Regions from separate parts of the Mus musculus genome. Here regions 2, 3, 4, 5, 6 and 7 are each linked to region 1. Evidence: chromatin contacts called from public HiCAR-type and promoter capture Hi-C data. All regions are on one chromosome and are shown on one strand. Each heading gives the region's core, a stretch centred on a gene start, on an enhancer-like site or on the middle of the called end of the contact. The rest is flanking DNA. Distances are from core to core; before and after follow the strand shown. Region 1 holds the start of Esd (esterase D/formylglutathione hydrolase). Region 2 holds the start of Itm2b (integral membrane protein 2B). Region 3 holds the start of Sucla2 (succinate-Coenzyme A ligase, ADP-forming, beta subunit). Region 4 holds the start of Gpalpp1 (GPALPP motifs containing 1). Region 5 holds the start of Gtf2f2 (general transcription factor IIF, polypeptide 2). Region 6 overlaps Rb1 (RB transcriptional corepressor 1). Region 7 holds the start of Rcbtb2 (regulator of chromosome condensation (RCC1) and BTB (POZ) domain containing protein 2).

Region 1 (2,700 bases), core at 87-2,586:
TGTTAAGATACAGTTGCCTCCAGACTTAGTCAGGGCTTAGTCACAGACCTTTGACAATGGCAACACACTTTTGCTGCTTCACAATGAATAAGCATATTCTGCTGCTTTGGGGAAGGCATAAATTCACAGTCCTGACCACCATTTCTTTACTCAAAGCCTGTCCTGCCTCCCCCCCCCTCTATTTCATTCTTAGTTCCCAACTCCCCCACCCCACGCCCCTTTCCCAGTTCTTGTCACATATTTTCCCCCTAACTCATAGTCCCTAAATTTCAAACACATCTTCTGGGCTGAAAAATCTAAATCTGTCTTTTCATATTCAAATTTTAAGCATTAGTGCCAAACTGCTATGCATTTATTTCGCATCGCTATAGCAAAACCCAACACATTTAAAATTAAACTTAGATCCTTGCCTGTACAGCCTATCTTATATCTGAAATGTCTCAAAAGTTGAACTTTAAAAGTTTCGTTGCACGCGCCCTAAATCCCTGGAGAACCAGGCGTTCGAGAACAGCCTGGTATACAAAGTGAGTTCCAGGACAGTCAGAACTACAATGTCTCAAAAACAAAATAAAACAAAATCTCAGTATCATCATAGCAATTATATATAGCTAAGAGCTAATTAAAACCTTAGTCTACTTTCTTACTAGTATGTCCCACTACAAACAATACTGTTATAGAAGCCTGGGGTTTCATTCCTTTAACTTTTCAAAGAATGCCTATAGATTGCTGACCATTAGGCCTAATATGGCCTACATAAAAAATGGTGAATTTTATTAATTTTAAATAACATAAGTGCCATCTTTCTGACGACTCAACCACAAATCACCTATGGACGGCCGCCTACACCTGAATTTTTACCACTGGGCACGGCCTCGAGCGCGCTGCCCAAGACACCTCAGGGCCCTAGTGGCGTCGCCTGCAGCCCAGGCTGGGATCCCGGAGGGAAAGCGTTCCCCGGGCTCCGCGCGGGAATGCTCGGCGAAATGCCGTCCCGGCGGGCACTCCACCAACCCGAGCATCCCAGCGAGCCTGGCGCCCCAGGTCACACATTGTTTCCAGCTCCCCGAAGTTAAAGCGATTAGCAGGCCCTGCGGGACGAGGCCTGCCTTACCGCGGCGGGAAGGGTGCAGAGATCGTCACCATTCCCCGCTGCTATCACCACCGCAGGTCTAGGCGTCCGCGCACAGCCGCCCGAAAACCAGGTAGTAGAGAATGCTTGGGACTCACGACCCATTCCATCTTACCTCGGTGAGGGGCAGCTTCTAACTCGCCAGGGAAGAAGGTTGGGGCTTCCGCCCCGAGCACTGCCTCTGGCTCCGCCCACACCATATGTCCCGCCCCGGCCTCCGGGGCGGGTCCCACGTAGAGGCTCCTCCCTTTGGGCCCGTCCCCTCCTTTGGCCGCTTACTCTGGTCCCCTCTCACGGCCCCGCCCTCAAGTCCCTCCCTTTCTCTGCCCCTCTCCTCCCCAGCCCTCCCTCCTGAGCTGCTCCCATTCTGAGACACCGCCCCCAGGGCGCGCACTCTCCTAGCAGACCTGCCCTATGGATACACCCCAAGGGAGACTAGGAGTTCCCGGACCCCGACCCTCCCCTACAAGGCCATTCCCAAGAGACTTTTCGCCGGGTTCCTGTTTCCGCGGTGTGTCAGGATGAGCCAAAAGTGTGTCTGTCATGACACTGGACCTCTAGACCTCTGTAACTTGCTTCAGATGCTCCCAGAAGGCAACAAGAGAATGAGGCTCTAGTACACCAGCTGGCCTCTCCCAGTTAACTTGTGGAAAGGGCTTGTGTGGAACTCTGCAGTTGTTTGGAAACCTGAGCAGAAATTTCACATTTCCACCCTCATTCCACATCTACTCTGCACCTGCTTGATTTGGAGCTTCTAGGAGGAGGACACATTCATTAACTCTTTTCAATGTCCATTTTTTTCTCCCCTCTTCCCTCAATAAAAGTTGAACTGTGTCAGGGTTTCTGGTTAATCATTTACAGCAGTTCTCAACTTCATCCAATTTAACCAGCAAGTGTACTTTGTTCAGAAAATTAAATATTACAAGCAGTTTTTAAAACCAGTATTTAGGCTGCTAGGTTGTGGATACTATGTATAACCTGTAAGATTGTCTGGTTTAATAATCACGCAGCCTGTGCATTTGCAACAAACTGTCAGAAGGACCCAGTGCCTGCTCTGTGTGTATAGGCTCTCCATCTTAGTTTTGCTGGGGGACTTGCAAGTTATGTGGCTAGTCAGGCTAAAAAACAAGTAGGTGAGCTGAGCTCAGTGGAATATAACCTGTGTGGATGAGCTGCCACGCAGAACGTTGCTTTTCTGTGTCATGTGGCAGGCATTTGTGTACCTGTTTAATGGTTAACCAAAGAATGTTATTTTGAGAAAGCATTAAGGTAAATTCTTAAAATTATTATTATTAACAGAGTCTTAAATGTAATTCTGGCTAGCCTGGAACTTACTACGTAGACCGGCTGGTCTTGAACTCAGAAATCCCCCTACCTTTGTCTCCCGAATGCTGGGATTAAAGGTATACTCTATCACTCCCAAGCTAACTACTTTTAAATGTAATTTATTGGAAAGGTAATTTTTTTTCAAACTGAGTTTCACAACTGAAGTTATGAAAGATTACCCAAGTCTGCAAATTCTTTCTAATTGTTAAATGCTTGAACAAAGTTTAAAGGGTGTTCAATTAGTA
Region 2 (2,700 bases), core at 60-2,559, 1.3 Mb after region 1:
GAGTCCTACTCAGTCCCAGAGGCAAAAATAGAAATATGGGAATGGAGAGACGGCTCGGCAGTTAAAAGCATTTGTTGCTCTTCCAGAAGACCCAAGGCTTGGTTCCCAGCAACCGCATGGCGGTTCTCAACCATTTGTAACCCCAGTTCCACGGGACTTGACTCATTTTTCTGACTTCCTTAGGCACAGGTACATGTAGGCAAAAAAAAAAAAAAAAAAAAAAAAAAAAAATCATAGGCATAAAAATTAAATATTTAAAAATAAAAAGAAATAAAGATAATTCCCTCCTTGAATAGAGCCAGGGGCTCAAGAACTCTGGTCTCAACTGCTGTCTTCAAGGTTGGCCTAGGCCAGAGCTCACACAGCAGAATCCTTCTGGCCAACAGACACTCCTGTAGGTGGACAAGGAGAGGATATGGAGAAGGCTACAGGATCAGTCATTTGACCAAAGGACCATCTGGAGACATGGCTGTAAACCCAGTGTGTGGGCCAATGTCTTCTGTCAACCAGAAGCAAAAACCTCTTCAAAAAAGGAGAATTTTTTATTTTGAAGAAAAATAAGAACTTGTCCTAAGTACGTTGTCACAAATCACAGATTGGCCTAAGGCAAATATGGTTTTTTGTTTTGTTTTGTTTTGGCTTGCTTATACAAATGAGCTCGGTTGGTACATTTTGTTTTACCAGTTTAGAATTTTAGGAATACAAATGGATGAAGAGGGTTCCTGGTCATTGGCTTGAGATTAGGCTGGGCAGGAACTGACCTCTGAGGGAGGAAGAAAAGACCAGCTTAGTCAACCAGGCAACACCTTAGGGTGAGGTCTGTGGGAGATAAGTCAGATCACCAGGACACTAGGACACAGTGCTTCAAATATTCCTATGCTCTACTAAGTCGCTTACTAATAAATGATTAAACGGAGCTTTTGGGTTTGTTTGTTTGTTTTTCTCACACAAAAATTCCATGGCCTTTGGGCTCACAATCAAAGAGAATTTGGTGCTACCAGAAGTTAACTTATCCTACGTAGCCAACCGACAGAGTTCACCCCATTTTCTTATCAACTTGCAACACTGGGCCCCTGAGGAGAACTAGTTGGAAGCAAATTCAGAACCGGAAAATCCAGGCAGCCCAGAGGGGCAACAAGTCCTAGCTCAACCAGGCGCGCCCTCCACAAAGCCTGGCCAGATTCCCGCTGAGTCCTGGGTGGGGGTGGGGGGAACCAGGGAGGGTCTGGCGTGAAGCCAGGCCCCGCCCCGCTCAAGGCCCCGCCCCTCCGGGCCCCCGCCCTGCGCCCGCGCCCCAGCTGCGAGGCCGGAAACCGCGCTGCACTGAGCCGCTGCTGCTGTCGCGCAGTCCGCTCCTCCGCTGCAGAGTCGTGCCCTGAGCTCGGCCGACAAGGCTGCCTTCGCAGCCGGGATCCTGCCAGCCGCGACCCCAGCCTTCGCCGTCGCCGCCTAGGGCGCCCCAGGCCGCACCATGGTGAAGGTGACGTTCAACTCGGCGCTGGCCCAGAAGGAGGCCAAGAAGGACGAGCCCAAGAGCAGCGAGGAGGCGCTCATCGTCCCTCCGGATGCCGTGGCGGTGGATTGCAAGGTCCTGGCTGGGGTCGCGGGCGGGGTCCCGGCGGCGGGGACGGTTTCCCGGACGGTCCTCCGCTCCCGGGTACCGTGGTGTGTGTGTGTGCAGCGAGCGGGGCGGGGTCCTGGCCCTGGCGACCCCCGAGGGGACAGTTGCACAGGTGTACGAGGTCCCGCGGCTTTGCACTTGGCTTGGTAGCCCGGGAACCTGCAGCGACAGGCACCGCCACCACCGAGTTTGGCACTTTTTTTCCAGTATAAATACTGTGCCTAAAATGGCTGACATCATAACAAGCCTAAACCTCTGTTGTTTCCTACTTTCGTTTCTAGGCTGAACAGCACTTGGACTAAGTCCAGCAACTGTAAGCATCTTCATTTTTTAAAAGCCCTTTTCTTTTACAAACTCCCTTGCCTACAAATGGCCTTCGGTGTTGGCAGGTGAACACCTTGGGGTCTGGAGAGAGAAGACAACAGTATACTGGGAGTAGTTTCTGGCTGGTGATTTTATTATTGTAACAAATATTCCAGGTGAAAGTAATTGCTATTGTGGCTGTTCCCATGTAACCCAACAGTTGACTTTTATCAGCCTCTTTGTGGGTACTTCTGAATAAGTGAAACTGGAACCAAAACATAGGAATTTGCTCCCATCCCTACAAAATAGGTAACCTTTGTGTTACCACATCCCCGGTTAGCACTGAGTGATGCTGTCACTGGATTCAATTTTTAAAAGTGATGTACAGTAATATTCTTTTAAATATAAATATAATTTTTGCCTAAGTTTTCTTTTTGCCTTTTTAGGGCTTCTGACATTTGATACCTATGAATACTAACAGCGGGTGCTGCTTCGTTTTTCACTAACACTTTTTAATACCTATTGTCACTTGGGTAATTTTAGTTTTGACTTAAAATCAGTCGTTTGTGTCCATGGTACAAGTAGTAAGGAGAGTTTTTGTTTTTGTTTGTTTGTTTTTTAATGATCTAATGAAAATTACTGTAAAGAAACAGGCCACTAATACCCTATAAAATTTTTGGATATATAATAGCAGTCTGGGCTGTTTGGACATGTTTTCTGGAAACGTTCCAGCTAAAAGCAAACATCATGTTGATTTTTTTAAATGACTGTCTTCC
Region 3 (2,700 bases), core at 180-2,679, 1.2 Mb after region 1:
AGCCATCTCTCCAGCCCCCGCCCCCCAAGATACATTCTTAATGCTATGGTAAAAGAGAAAGAGCTGAAATAAAGACAATTTATCAAGCATCCCATAGATGCAAAGGCATCTCTCTTAAAGGAATTTTCAAATAGATTAAAAACTATTAGAATAAAATCCTATTTGTTCACTAAATCCTTATCCTCTTAAAACTTGGCAGCATTATTTAAGGAAGGGAGGGGGCTAAATCTATCCACCTATGATGTGTCTAGTTACTTCAAAACATAACCAAAACTCTATCTTAGAAAGCTAATCCCGCTCTTGAAGTTTTAAGGTACTAACACTGAGGGCCAATTTGTTTGGGGCTTGTTGTTGTTTAATTGGTTTGTCTTTGTTATTTAGTGACAAGCCTTGGCTGGCCTTGAACTATGTATGTAAAAGATGACCTTGAATATCTCATTCTCTTGCCTCCACCTTAAGTGCTAAGGTTACAAGGATGCTGGGGATAGAACCCAGGACTTCCTACATGCCAGGCAGGCCCTCTACCAAATAAACTGCATTCCCAGTACCCACTTTTTGTGTTTGAATGCTGTAGAACAGACACAACAAGCACACAGCTTCAGAAATGGACCCTTGTGGAACTAAACCTCAGTTCTGTCTCAGACTGCTATGTCTCCTAGGCCAAAGTACTTCTCTGAGCCATCATCAGATCGTCATCAATGGTTACTGGCCTTAATGACAACCCCTGTGCTGTTGACAAGCCTAATGACCTTAGGACAACATCTGACACTCCCTAAATGTCGAGAAACAAAGCAGCAAAATAGGTACTAGAGTCTGTCCAGAAGTGAAATCCTCTAAAAGATTTACTCTCCCATCTAATCCTTACTCTCCCATCTAATCAGCTGGGAAACTGAAGAACTCGTTATCAGTACTCACTACCAGGACTGACTGATAGATCAGCTCTGCTGGTGTTCCTAAGTCCTTCCCACCTACGACAGTTTGCTGGACCTCAAAGTACACTTGAAGGGCATCCCCTTACCCAAAGGGGGTCCGGAAGCGTTGGCCCCGGGCAAGGACAGCCCCCGTCCCCTCTGGGATCGCTCCGGCAGGCTCCCGCAGGTGAGGCCGACTGCCAGGCCGCCCTGCCGGGCCTCCAGCGGCCGGGGGACGGAGCCGAGCCCAGCTGCCCCGAGCGCCAGCTCGCAGCCCTGGCCCGCAGCCTCTGTGCAGAGCAGGGCATCCCGGCCGTGCCAGCGCCGCTGAGAGCCCCGGAGCTGGGCCGCGCCCCTGAGCCTTGCCCGCCGACCCCCGCGGCCAAAGCGAACAGGGCGAGCTTACCTGGGCGGCGGCTCGCAGCGTAGTCTGCGGCCGGTGGCTCCTCAGGGCGGCCGCGGCCAACTGCCGGCCGTAGAACATGGACGCCGCCATTTCTGAGTCCGACCCGTCCCCTGGGCACCGCGCAGGCGCAGAGACGCAGTTGCTCTCGGGGCGCTCCCGGCCCGAGACAAGGACAATCCTCGGGGGCGGGGCCTCGCGTTAACCCCGTCGCTGCCGGAGGAGCCGGGTTTGGCAGGCACAAAGCAAACTTTGGCCTTCAGAACTTTGACCTCAGTGACATGTGGACAAGGGGCCATCAGAACGCTTCCTAGAGAACTGTGACGCTGCTACTTCAGTCTTCTTACCTTCTCTGAGCCCTAGTGGCCTCACAAGTGAAATGGGGTTACTTAGGGAAAGCGAATGTATGCGTTGAGCCTTTAGGATACAATAGATACTAAAATAAAACATAACACAAAATAATAAAGACAGTGCCACTGATACTCAAAAGACTGTTACTCACTAGTTACTGAAGCCGCCCATACTGAAAACACTCCTAACAAAGTGTTTGAGAGAGCTAGAGAGATGGCTTAGTAGTTTGGAGCTGGTACGGCTGTGGCACTCAGCTGAATTCCCAGCCTCATGTCAGACAGCTCACCACTGCGTATGGGCTCTGAAACTCTCTTCTGGCCTCCCTGGGCACCAGCACACACGTGCACATACATATATCCAACAATGCATACATATTAAAAGAAAAGAAAAGAAAATACTATCACATTTGAACTGAAAAAGATGGGGTAACCCAGGACCCAGAAAGACCTATTACATGTTCTCTCAAATTTAAATATGCTATCTTTAAATTTTTATATGTATGTATTTATGTGTGAGCAAGGATTAGAGGCCAGAAACTATAGAGGGCCCCATGAGAAGACACAATAATATGTTTGTGTGAAGGCACAGTAACTAATAAGACTCATGTAAGAAGGAACAGGGCGGTGAGGGAAAGAAGGAAGGGATCAACCAAAACTACTATAAAAATGGTGTAAGAAAGCCTATGAGTTGTAAGAAAGCCTATGAGTTGTATGCTAACTTTAAAATATACCCACCCCAAGGCATGCCTGATAGTTTATGCCTGCAATCCCATCCCAATGGAAGCTACAATGAGAAGTTAAAGAACTCCAGACTACTCTACAACTCACAGGGGGGGGGGAGATACCCCACTAGCCGTGAAACCCATCAGCAGCATCCTTTCATGGAGGGGGTAATGGTCTCATGAGGCCTCCCCCCTCCTTGAGGATTGGTTGAAAGTTAATGGTTGGCATTGGAGTGCATTCATTCAGTGGCGTAGCCTGTGTTCCTGTAAGCAAGCCAAATGAAACGTGTTCAGCCATCAAAGAAGAGACAGGA
Region 4 (2,700 bases), core at 51-2,550, 1.4 Mb before region 1:
CTACCCAAGTAAAGCTCTCCATGTCCACCACAGATGTGAAACACTGACAGTTACAACTTAATATATAGAGCAGTAACATTCAAGTTCAAAAGGCCACATTTATCATCTTGGAATTACCTTCGTTTTCTGTTTTCTGTTTTGAGGCAAATTGAATTTTGCATCATGTGATCGTGGAAAATAAGAATGTGTAACTAAAAAAGAAAAGAGGGTTTCATTTAAGATTGCAAAGGTACAATTGTTTATTGATCATTTTTTTCTTAGATTAAAAACAAAAACTGTGTAGGTAGCATGGAGTGCAGGTACTCTTGGAGGCCAGAAGAAAGCTATCGGCTCCTCTGAGGCTGGAGTTACAGGCAGTTGAGAGCCCAGTGTGGATGTTGAGAACCGAGCTTTGGTCCTCTGCAAGAGCAATAGAGTCTCATCGCCAACCCATTTCTCCACCTCCCCCCCAATCAATCCTTTTCTAATGCATACATACAATCATTACTTCCTAATACCTAGTTTTATCTCCTGTATCGCGTCTTCCTACACTGAGGGGATAGGAAGCTCTCAAAAGGTATGGATTTTTGTATGTTTTGTTTACTGCTATGCAAGTAGTCCCCAGTTTTATAGTTGGGTTAAATTAATAAAATTTTGGATGAGCAGGTGGCAGGAAACCTAGTGAGACACATTTTGAATACTCATTACCAGCCTCCAAAACTACAGCGCAAAGCTGAGAGATAAAAAGAGAAAGCTGGGAGAGGAAAGAAAGAGAAAGTAAAGTAGGGCCACTAGGAACTGCAGCTTACCCGGAGATTGGTAAGACGTGTGGTACGTGGAAAAACCATTAGGAGACAATCCCCAGTACCAAGGCGTGGAGGCTTGCAAATTCCAGGCCTGCTGGCCGCTGAACTGAGATTGAGCATCGGGCGGAGCCTGGGCATCGAAAGGAGGCTGCGCCGCGGGAAGAATCTGAGCATCGAACGGTGGAAGCGCTCCGGAGGGAGGCTGGGGCAGCACGTGAGGCTGTCCCTTCCGGCTCTGCTCCGAGCCCGCCACTGGGGACGACAGAGGAGGTGGTGGCGGCGGCAGCATGGCCCAGTACACCCAGTTGTCCCGCGGCGGCGCAGCTTCGCTCGGAGTCCCGGGCGCGGGAGTCAGATCCGGGGCCGAAGGCCACACGGCGGGTGCCGGTTCAGCCATGCCACCTAGCAAGCAGCGAGCCCAAAGTGCAACTGTGGAACTATCATTAAGCGTCACTTCCGTTACAGTAATCTGGCCAATGAGCCCATCGCGGGCTTACGTCATCAGACAAAGCCGGAAAAACCTTCGGGCCTTGCAGCAAATCCTGGTCTACACCGTCCAGCCTGGGTTTAGCTAAACTGCGTGTGCAGGTTGGCTTGGGCTTTGAGCGACTGTGCGTCGCAGCGAATGGCTAGGGACCTGATCGGGCCGGCACTGCCGCCAGGCTTCAAGGAGCACGCGACAGTTGAGGACGAGGAACGGGACCCGAGCCCGGGTAAGCAGCAGCGGGCGTCTGCACTCCCGGGAAGGACTGGCGACCACCGTGGAGTGGGCGCGGTCCGCCCTGGGGGAAAAGCTGGGCAACGCCTGAGTGTTTGGGACCCGATCATCGTTAAAATGACTATACAGTCCCAATTTGCTATTATTACGAATAGGACTGTGCTAACTGATCAATCTTCGTCCGGTCGTCTGTTTAACCCTTCCATCAACTGTATAAGAAAAGATGATGGATGGTGCATGTGTTACAAATGATGACAGCGGCTGATGAATCGGTGCCTAAGACACGCAGCTAGTCCGTGATGAAGCCCAAGTTAGAACCTAGTATCTCTATATCTTCAGATTTACAAGACTCTTGCCAAAGATCCTGTGCCTCTCTCCTCCCCGGCCTGACTTCCCGACCTCATTCTATCATTCCATCTTACACAGCAGCCCAGTGCCCACACAGTTCGAGTTTATGCTTTGACGATAGACTTTTGGGGGTGCTATGGTTGTACTTAAATGCCTGACAAAACGTCCTTCATATACCAGTTTAAGCGTCACCTTCCCGAGCATTGTCACGTCTTCCTCCGGGTTTTCCTCTCCCCAGTTACGCTAATATTTAACACATTCTGTTCAACTAATTTGTGGATATCTCAGTCTCCACCAATTCACTGTGTCTTGCAACCTTAACATGCATCTATGCCACATCAATACCTCGCACACTCTTTCATGCTTTTCCGGCTTTAGTGTTTGTTCCAGTTTGAAGGCCGGCGCTGACTCTACTTGGGAAAGAACAAAACTGACAGAATGTTGATCTGACTTTGTTTTTCTGGCTACCCAGAGACTATGTCTCCGGCAGATTCTTCCTTCCAGATCTTATTTCTAGTGCCGTTATTTTTAAAAATTCCCTTTATTCTTTGTTTTAGGAAGGAAATTTCTACCCAGTTAGGTTGAAGAAGTATGAGTGAATTCAATTTGGTAAATCCCCTGCAATTTCTTTACCTATTGTACAGGTAACAGACATTTGGGTAGATTCTGGTTTTGTTTTTGTTTTTAACTCTTACAAAGAGTGCCACTATGCACTGTGTATGTGTGTGCATGTGTATCTATCTGTCTGTCCGTCTATCTATCTCCTCTGTTATACACCCTCAGTTTCAGAATCCTACCAGTTTACCAAAGCCCTCAGTGAGTATAGGAGTTCTGATTGTTCCATGTTCT
Region 5 (2,700 bases), core at 148-2,647, 1.3 Mb before region 1:
GTCCATTCTGCTTCAGCAAATCTGGGGCAAAAACAGTACTTTTGTCTAGGAGTTCAGTCAGTAGTGTAGAAAACAAAGATAAACACGCCTCTCATGGTACAGCGTTAAGCATCACACACTATCATATGGGGAAACAGAACTTTATCTAGGGGGACTCTCTTTTCTGTGTGGTCTTTATTTCATTTCCACTTGTCTGTGTTTATAAGTAGAAGTTTGCCAAAGGACAGGGCCAGTGTAAAGATCAGGGAAAGCAGGGCATCTAAGGCACAGGAATTGGTTTGAAAGAGGCTCTGAAATGGTAAGAGGAAGGTCCTGGAGTCTTCAAGCAGGTGGATGGGCTTGGTGTGGAATCCTGTGTGGAACAGAGAGTATAGGAAGGATCAAACCCAAAGGACTCAGTTGAAGCACAGGGTAGAATTTCATTCCAAAGGCAAGTGGGGGAGGAAATTACCAAATGAAGACTCAGGAGCTAGAAGCTGCGGTGAAAGCCTGCTAACTCTGAGAGGCAGAAAAAGTACTCAGCTGACCTTCCCACTCCACCGACTTCTCAGAAGGAAAAGCCCCTTCTCCTTCATGCACTCTTAAATACCCTTCACCTCAAACTCTCTCCTTTCTCTTGCTCATGTTCACTCTCTTGTCAGCTGGCTACTTGCTCTGCCGCCTGATCTAGGGTTGACTTTATTTAGCTCTTGGATTAATGTGCGCGCTAGGTAGGGGTGAGCCAGGCTACCTATACTTGTTTACAGTAAACAGAAAGTTCTAGGATCAAAGGCTGAGCCACAGTTATTAACAGATTCTTCCAGTTCACAATCTCAGGGCTCATAATGTGATCCAATATCCTGCAACCGGAAACTGTTTAAGCAGGGCAGTTGGATAATCAGATCTGTTTCTTACATGGTGGGTCTTACCAACTCAATTAGATGGCATTCAGGTTTCGGCGTCTGAAAGAGTGTATGCTGCTTGCACGGTGTGAATTGATTTTTATGCCTCGAAAAGGCATGTGTCCAGCATACTCACTTGTACTCTAGTGCCCACTTGTGCCAATGTTAATTGGGCCAAGAAAGTGACTTTTTTTACCCCCAAGTCTGTCCTTAAAATGCCTAGCTTCTTTATCTAGGGTTGGGTATAAATACACACAGCTTTTGTCTGTCTAAACCTTAATCTTTCCACTTTGTCACCTTTGCTGTAAACGCACGGTTCAGGATTAGGCTCTTCCTTTCCCAGCACTCGAATCCCAAGATTGCACGTTGCCGGGAGTCACGCCCATCTAGGAAATTGCCGGAGCAGGAAGTTTGTCCCTCTCGGCGCGCTGTCCTGACGTAGTCGTGCGCAGGCGCAGTTCTTCATTCGGCGGCGTGTTCTTCTCATCTAAGTTCCTGGTTCCCGGGCTGTGTGCGACGCCGGCTTTTCGCGGTCTACTTACTCCCTTGGCCGGCTCTGGACTGTCGCTCTCTGCCTTTCAGCGCCGGGACCACTGCTTGTGCGCGCACTGCACGCCTCCTCACGCGACAAGCTCATGGCGGAGCGCGGGGAACTCGATCTGACGGGCGCCAAACAGAACACCGGCGTGTGGCTGGTCAAGGTGAGTGAGACGCGAGCCCCGCGGGGCGCTTCCGAAAGTTCTGGGTCCGTCTTGCTCGGGCCACCGCTGTTCTGAGAAGCGGGTCGCTGTTGCGTCCGTTTGCAGGTTGGAGAAGTTACTTTAGGGGACACAGGGCGTCTTTCAGGCCGTCTCTCAATTTCATCCGCCCACCATGGAACTAACTCTCTTTACCGCCAAGACCTGGCCTTCCTGGAGTCCTGACCCGGTGGTCCCCGAGTGGGCAGTACATTTACCCCAGGTCGGAAAAGTCCTTGCGGTTTTCTTTTTGGTAAGGTTAACTTTAGTTATGAACGTGTATAAATTACTTGAATAGATATTCCGTACAGTTTTCTGGACCACAAAGTGGAGCTGGTCCCTGTGTACTCTGTTGTTTTGAAACAATCTCTCTGTGTAGACTTGGCTAGCCTGGAACTCGCCATGTAGACTCCTGTCGCTTTACACGGCTAGTGTTGCCTGGGTTGGTAATTCAATTGGAGCCTTCGAAAGACCTAGAAGTTCTGAATTCAAAGAGAAGTTGTTGACTTCGTGTTTTTAAAGAGCGAGTTTAGGATTCATGAAACCAACCAGCAGTAAATGTTTTAAGTGGTCATGCGGCAGACCTCGTTTGCCCCAGTGGTCGCCATCTATTCGGGTCACTTTTTTTTATATGGGGTGGGAGGCTCTGTGGGGAATCTCATTCTGAAAAACCATATTTAAATGGGATCATGAAAGTTTCCCAAACTTGTTTTTTAAATGGTTTATCTTTGTAATGAGTGTTTTAAGTCCATGGCTGAGTTCTCATCAAGACAAAGTGTTTCTTCCTGTCCTTTTCTCTGAAACAGCTCTCGTCGTTTGCCAGCACAGCAGACTATGTTAAGTTCTTCAAACCCCTGAACAGTTTCTAGTGCTCCTTTGTACCTGTCTGTATCTATTGTTGATGCCCCTACCCCCAAGTCACTTTCTTTGCACTTTGATTAGTGTTTGGCACATATTACTTTTCCAATATGTGATGAATATAAGAAATTGAAAAGGCACACGCCTTTAATTCCAGCACTCGGGAGGGAGAGGCAGGTGAGTGAGTTCCAGGACAGCCAGAGCTATACAGAGAAACCCTGTCT
Region 6 (2,700 bases), core at 3-2,502, 1.4 Mb after region 1:
CAGCTTTCTGATCTCTCATTAAGTATATATAAACAAGTAGCTTTCTGTGTGTATGTAAAATCTAGGATCCACAAATGAGGGAAAATATAAGATATTTATAGTTCTAAGTCTGACTTAATTTTCTTTATCTGATGACTCAGTTTCCAGCAAACAACATGATTTTGTTAACTAAAACTCTGCTGTGTATGCATACCATTTCTTTATCCATTTATCTGTTGACAGACATATAGACTGATAACATATTACAGCCACTGTGACCAGTGCTTCTGTAAACATGGATGTGCAGGGGTATCTGTAGTATACTGACTTTGTGTCCTTTGGGTGTCTATCTGGGAATGGGTATATCATATGGTAAGGCTGGCTCGGCCAGTTCACATTCCCATCAGCAGTGTATAAAGGTTCGATTAGTAGCAGAAACCATTTTGGGCTGTAGAATTAAATATATACAAATAAATGTGACTGCTTTCTTGCCTTACCCCCTTCTCTTCCTGGCTTTGTTCCTACCTTTCCGTAGGACTGCATAATTTAAAATATTACTTCCTAGTGGAGGTCATGATAGGAATTAGAATATATGAATTATTCCTGGTTGTGTGGGGGAAGAGGACAATAGAGGACTTTGTGTTACTTTTAGGACTTGATACATTTTGAAGGGTGTGGAAGACTATTCTTTTGTCCTGCTGTAATTCAACAAACCCTTTCTTTACAATATGCGAGTGTTTAATGTTGAGAGTTGGCCTAAGAATGATGGAATGTGTTCAGAGAAGCAAATGCAAAGACAGAATGAACCTGTTTGCAAAGCAGCTGTTGTGGTCCCAGTTGTCTGTTCTCTGAAACAAGAGAAATGTCGTAACTTGGGGGAACCCTTTTTGGCATTTGAAAGTGGATGGTGTTTATTGAGAGAGGATGGGTTAAGATTTCTAGTCAGAATGAGCTGTTTCAAGTCTGAAATAAAGCATGTGGTGACGCCACACTCTTGAGCAAATGACCTTAAATGTCCAGTCCTTGGTTTTCTCATTCGTAAAATGGGCTATCAGTAATTTCCAGATCTTGGAATCATTGTGAATATAAATAAGTTAACACATATTAAATATATGCAAGGTAATTTATTGAGTCAAACTCTACATAGTTTTTGTTCTTTAAAAGAAACAAAACAAAAAACCAAAATTCTATCTTATCCTGAAAGACTACCTTGTGGGCATGACACAGCCAATGCAATCATGATCTCACAGTGGCAGCAGCTGCCATCAGTGTGCCTGCACAGGCCTGGGCTTGTCAACAGTCAGTCATAGATCGGTGAGAGGCCCATTTGGCCTTACCCCTCCCTGCTGAAATATGAGCTACTGATGGATTTTTGGGGAGGGGCCGACACTGTCTTCAGTTGTGTACTCGTGATGAGTTCACCGTGCTCCAGTGAATGGTAGCAAACTCAGGTTGCACTGGCATCCCTTGTTAAACGCTGGGTTACAAAACAAAACAGAAGGGCCTGAGTGTGAGAAGGGGACTGGCCAGGAGGGAGTGTGTACTGGATGTCGGAGGGAAATGAGAAGGGGAGGATGAAAATAGCCAGAGTACACTACCCACGTGTATGAAATGGTTACAAGAACAAATTCAATCAGAAATTCCATTTTAATTGGCACTTGATTAGTACTTAAAAGACAAACCATCTCGATGGCTCAGTGGGTAAATTGTTTGCTGTACAAATGTGAGAATTCAGTTGTCTCCTTTACACCTGCCTACCTAACTCCTGACACAGCTGCAACACTTATGTGTAACCCCAGAATTGAGAGACAGAAACAGATGAATCCTGGGGTCTTGGTAGTCAGCCAGCCTAATCTAAATGGCCAGCTCCAGGCTCAGCGGGAGAACAGGTCTCAGAAGAATAAGGTAGAGGTGACAGAGGAAGAGATCCAGTGTCCATCTCTGGCCTTCGTACATGCATACGTGGATGAGCACACATACACACACATAGTTAAAAGGAGGTAAAGCAACTTCAGTCTGGGTTCAGGTGGATGTGTTCAAGAGTTCAATATCTATGGCAGCTATAGACTTACATAATGTTTCTTAAATTTTGATTTAGAAGTCAGAATTATTCCTTGATTTATACTGCTGATGGAATTTTAATCCAGTGGGCATGAAAACAATATTACCTGGTACATCTCTTTTAGAGCCCTAGGGTGGTCAAGTACATTTTCAGTTAAGCAAAAATATTTTTAAAGATTTTTCTCTTCTCATCTGTAGGTCTTCAGATTTTAACAGCAGGCGTCTACTATTTAATAAACCATGCTGTAAGCACGCATACTGTCATCCAGGTTTTGTTTTATTTGTTAACGGTTAGTCCAGCAATGGCTGTCTCTCAAAGGAAAGGCTGAACCTGGTAGTTGTTTAGTCCATGAGGATACATGTTTCAACTTGCCAGGATGAATGAGGGCAAGTGGGCAAACCCCAAAACTTACTGTTCCATGTCCTTTTATGTGGGCTGTCACTAGAAAGTGTGACCCTCCCATCTCAAATGATCCAATCAAGAAAATCCCTCAGAGGTGTGCCCAGCTGTTTGTGGTTTTGTTGTTATATTTTATTTTGTTTTTCCAAGACAGAATTTCTCCGTATAGCTCTAGCTATCCTGGAACGTGCTCTGTAGACTAGGCTGTCGTTGAACTCACATCAGTCTGCCTGCCTCTGCTTCCCAAGTGCTGGGATTAA
Region 7 (2,700 bases), core at 198-2,697, 1.6 Mb after region 1:
TGTCACAACAAACTCGTCAAGTGGCCCAATGTGGCCAAGCTTAGTCCGTGCAGCCAGGGCAATCTCAGGGTGTGCAAGGGAGCAGCACCTCGGTGTCCTCTGCTACAGTCCGAGTTAAATCTTTACCTTGTAAAGAAAGGCAAAAAGGCGGCTGGAAGCCTAGCTTCAACTCAGGCGGAAGTTCCATCGCCGCCAAGAAGGGGCATCGGGAAAAGTTTTTCACCTCTAAACTCCTCCACTTCCGGCCTCAGCAACGCCCAAAGGACTGAAAACCCTTAGGACAGCCAGGCCTTCCCAGCCATCCCTCCACTTCGGGGACCAAAGGCCTAAAGCGTGTGCCGCCATGGGGTCGGCGAGGCGGCTGCGGGCGGGAAAGAGCGGAAAGTCCTGGAAACGTCACCGCTAGCTCGCGCCGCGTGCACGGGAGGGTTGGAGACACCAGGGGCAGGGGTTCCCCCAACTGGAAGCGGGAACCCCACAGCCGTGGCCTCGGGGCGACGCACAAAACGGACCCCGGGCTGGGCCTGCGCGCATGCGCACCGCTACGCGGTCCCAGGGCCCGGGAAGGGACGTGAACCCAGAGCTACCCCAGCGACCTGGTCCACGGGCTCGCGCGTGCGCGCCGGGCCCCGGCCCGGGTGGGTTGGCGCTGCGCCCTGCCCCCGCAGCGGCTGCGCACCGGGCCGGGCGCAGGGTGAGGCCTCCGCCTGGCCTTCGCCCCCGGGACTCGCCCGCCCACCCGCGCCTGCCGCCCACACGCAGGCTTACCTCCGCGCCGCGCGTCCTTTCCGCTCCCCGGCAGCGGGGACTGCTCGCCCGGGGCCAAGAACAGCAGACACTTGGCGCCTCCCCCTGAAGCGGCCCGGCCTGGCGGGCTGAGCTCGAGTTCAGCCGTGCGGGGAGGAGGGGGCCGCGGGAGCGAGAAGAGAAACCAGAGGAGGAGGAGAGAGTTCAAGGGAGCGAGGGAAGGGGAAGGGGACAAAGAGAAGGGAGGGGGCTGCGCGCTGCGCCCCGCCTCCCTCCTCGGCCGGGATCGGCGACCCTGGCCTCTCTGGGGACCCTGTGCTGGACCCCGCTTTCTAGCTTAGTGCCCCGATTTCGGGGAAGCTGTGTCTCTCTGGTTTTAGGTCTTACATTCAAAGGCGCTGGTTTTCCTGCTTGCTGCGAAATAAGAGGCTAATTGCATTCTGTGCGCGCTAGTCCAGTCTTAGCAACTCCATCCAGGAGGCCCACCTCATTGTCTCTTGTTTGAGGGCCCAGAGAGCTGTCCGACTTTAAAATGAAGGAAATCCTGTCACCTGGGACGATCTGGAATGAACCTGGAGGATGTTAAGCAAAGTAGACATACAGCACAAATACTTACGGATCTCATTAAGGAGCACTGAAAAAGTCAAGTCGCACCAACAGAAAGTAGAGAGGTGGTTACTGGGACTAGGGAGAAGGGAGCCTGTGGGGCTAGTGATCAAATTTCAGTTAGGAGGAGCAAGCTCAGAAAGAAGGCTGCTATGCTACATAGTGGCTACAGTTATGAGCAGTGTGCACTAGAAAGTCCTAAGAGAAGAGATAATGTTATGGCTTTGAAACAGGGGCTCTGTATTAGCCCAAGTTAGCCTCAAACATCGTAGCCTCCATCCCTCCTCCTCTTGCTTGATCTTTGCCCTCACATTATATACATACATTAAAACATTGTGCTATATATAATAAATATATACACATATATATGTATGTGTTTATATATATATATATATACACACACATCAGTTTAGGGGAAGACAATGGAGATTTGGGTAATTTGCCTTGGGCCATATGATTAGAGATGACTCAAATCCATCTCTTCATTCCACAGGGCTTCTTTTACCTCTTGACCATGTGGTTTCTTTCCAAATGACTTTAAAAAGTGGGTCAGATAATGAAGGCCTTAGCAGTGTAACTGCAAGCTGGGTCACAGGATCCACAAAGGGCTTTTTGGAAGAGGCGGGCTTGATCCCCTCTTTGTCTTGAGCAAGTTCACGGTTCCTGAGGCTGAAAGTTCAGCTTAGGCTAAACAACAGTCTGTGAACTTATTATAACAATGGGCTGGGCTTAAAGAGAAAAGAAAATGAAGTTAGGACTAGATGTGGAAGGCCAGAAAAAAGTGTGAGGTTGGTGTGTCACGTAATAATTTATGGGCCCAAAATCTTTGCCTTTAAAATAGAGCATTTTACTGTTTAATATCTCACAAAGCATGTTGATAAAACCTGACAAAGATGACATATTGTTTTAATCCTAAATAAAATGTCATCAAATAGGATCCAACAACAAATACCATGATCAATGCAGGGATTGTTTCAGTGGTATAAATATGTTACAATGTAAGAAAGTTAGTCTTATAAGTAAGTCAAAGAAGTAGGCATGTTTTGGTTAGCCATTTAAAGTGATAGAGAATTCAACAGTCCTTTTGTTCAAAGTAAGTGGCTATATTCACTCAATAATAAACCTCTTAAGAGTATATCTAAGCCCGGGGTGGTGGCACACGCACGCCTTTAATCTCAGCACTCGGGAGGCAGAGGCAGGTGGATTTCTGAGTTCGAGGCCAGCCTGGTCTACAAAGTGAGCTCCAGGACAGCCAGGGCTACACAGAGAAACCCTGTCTCAAAAATCCAAAACGAAGAAACAAACAAAACGAACAAACAAGAGTATATCTAAGAAGTACAGGGATAC

Evidence for each region. Promoter capture Hi-C pulls out the DNA fragments that hold promoters and counts their contacts. HiCAR-type assays count read pairs that join an accessible place to other places. Capture Hi-C pulls out chosen DNA fragments and counts their contacts.
Region 2: a contact with region 1 is called in a promoter capture Hi-C map of hippocampal neurons, with 4 times the contacts expected there. The contact joins the promoter of Itm2b here to the promoter of Esd in region 1. A contact is called at or near these places in 5 of 39 promoter capture datasets (cranial neural crest, embryonic stem cells, hippocampal neurons and 2 more), 1 of 484 Hi-C or Micro-C datasets (liver), 7 of 115 datasets of contacts at active chromatin or transcription factors (the NIH/3T3 cell line, astrocytes, bone marrow-derived macrophages and 4 more) and 2 of 9 other capture datasets (embryonic stem cells and liver).
Region 3: a contact with region 1 is called in a HiCAR-type map of astrocytes, with 8 times the contacts expected there. The contact joins the promoter of Sucla2 here to the promoter of Esd in region 1. A contact is called at or near these places in 16 of 39 promoter capture datasets (the 3T3-L1 cell line, 3T3-L1-derived adipocytes, the C10 cell line and 9 more), 17 of 115 datasets of contacts at active chromatin or transcription factors (the 230-238 cell line, the NIH/3T3 cell line, astrocytes and 11 more) and 2 of 9 other capture datasets (liver and macrophages).
Region 4: a promoter capture Hi-C map of pre-B cells shows a contact between it and region 1, with 6 times the contacts expected there. The contact joins the promoter of Gpalpp1 here to the promoter of Esd in region 1. A contact is called at or near these places in 3 of 39 promoter capture datasets (liver and pre-B cells).
Region 5: a contact with region 1 is called in a promoter capture Hi-C map of liver, with 2.8 times the contacts expected there. The contact joins the promoter of Gtf2f2 here to the promoter of Esd in region 1. A contact is called at or near these places in 1 of 39 promoter capture datasets (neutrophils) and 1 of 9 other capture datasets (liver).
Region 6: a contact with region 1 is called in a promoter capture Hi-C map of embryonic stem cells, with 6 times the contacts expected there. The contact joins the enhancer-like site here to the promoter of Esd in region 1. A contact is called at or near these places in 7 of 39 promoter capture datasets (3T3-L1-derived adipocytes, HPC-7-derived erythroid cells, cranial neural crest and 4 more), 2 of 115 datasets of contacts at active chromatin or transcription factors (large pre-B cells and stem cell-derived neural progenitor cells) and 1 of 9 other capture datasets (liver).
Region 7: a HiCAR-type map of astrocytes shows a contact between it and region 1, with 4 times the contacts expected there. The contact joins the promoter of Rcbtb2 here to the promoter of Esd in region 1. A contact is called at or near these places in 1 of 39 promoter capture datasets (liver) and 2 of 115 datasets of contacts at active chromatin or transcription factors (astrocytes and stem cell-derived neural progenitor cells).

The regions. Positions count from the first base shown.
Region 1 is chr14:74,730,933-74,733,632 of GRCm38.p6, reverse strand. It overlaps Esd (esterase D/formylglutathione hydrolase), which reads right to left and starts at 1,336. Exons shown (of 9, transcript NM_016903.5): 1 at 1,245-1,336.
Region 2 is chr14:73,383,898-73,386,597 of GRCm38.p6, reverse strand. Itm2b (integral membrane protein 2B) reads left to right here and starts at 1,309. Exons shown (of 6, transcript NM_008410.3): 1 at 1,309-1,588. The coding sequence starts at 1,472.
Region 3 is chr14:73,551,515-73,554,214 of GRCm38.p6, reverse strand. It overlaps Sucla2 (succinate-Coenzyme A ligase, ADP-forming, beta subunit), which reads right to left and starts at 1,429. Exons shown (of 11, transcript NM_011506.4): 1 at 1,318-1,429. The coding sequence starts at 1,407.
Region 4 is chr14:76,109,415-76,112,114 of GRCm38.p6, reverse strand. Gpalpp1 (GPALPP motifs containing 1) reads left to right here and starts at 1,300. Exons shown (of 8, transcript NM_026177.3): 1 at 1,300-1,498. The coding sequence starts at 1,411. Nufip1 (nuclear fragile X mental retardation protein interacting protein 1) reads right to left here and starts at 1,224. Exons shown (of 10, transcript NM_013745.5): 1 at 789-1,224; 2 at 118-191. The coding sequence starts at 1,182.
Region 5 is chr14:76,009,562-76,012,261 of GRCm38.p6, reverse strand. Gtf2f2 (general transcription factor IIF, polypeptide 2) reads left to right here and starts at 1,397. Exons shown (of 8, transcript NM_026816.3): 1 at 1,397-1,582. The coding sequence starts at 1,517. It overlaps Gm36429 (a long non-coding RNA gene), which reads right to left and starts at 1,516. Exons shown (of 2, transcript XR_383601.2): 1 at 1,179-1,516; 2 at 150-352.
Region 6 is chr14:73,312,188-73,314,887 of GRCm38.p6, reverse strand. All of the region lies in intron 2 of Rb1 (RB transcriptional corepressor 1), which reads left to right. Among named protein-coding and RNA genes, the nearest start is that of Rb1, 12 kb to the left of the region's middle. Within about 2 kb of position 1,252, at least 44 of the 459 cell types and tissues checked have an H3K27ac peak or open chromatin away from gene starts, as enhancers often do. A contact at or near this core is called in embryonic stem cells, where this site is marked.
Region 7 is chr14:73,141,257-73,143,956 of GRCm38.p6, reverse strand. It overlaps Rcbtb2 (regulator of chromosome condensation (RCC1) and BTB (POZ) domain containing protein 2), which reads right to left and starts at 1,447. Exons shown (of 15, transcript NM_001170694.1): 1 at 1,364-1,447.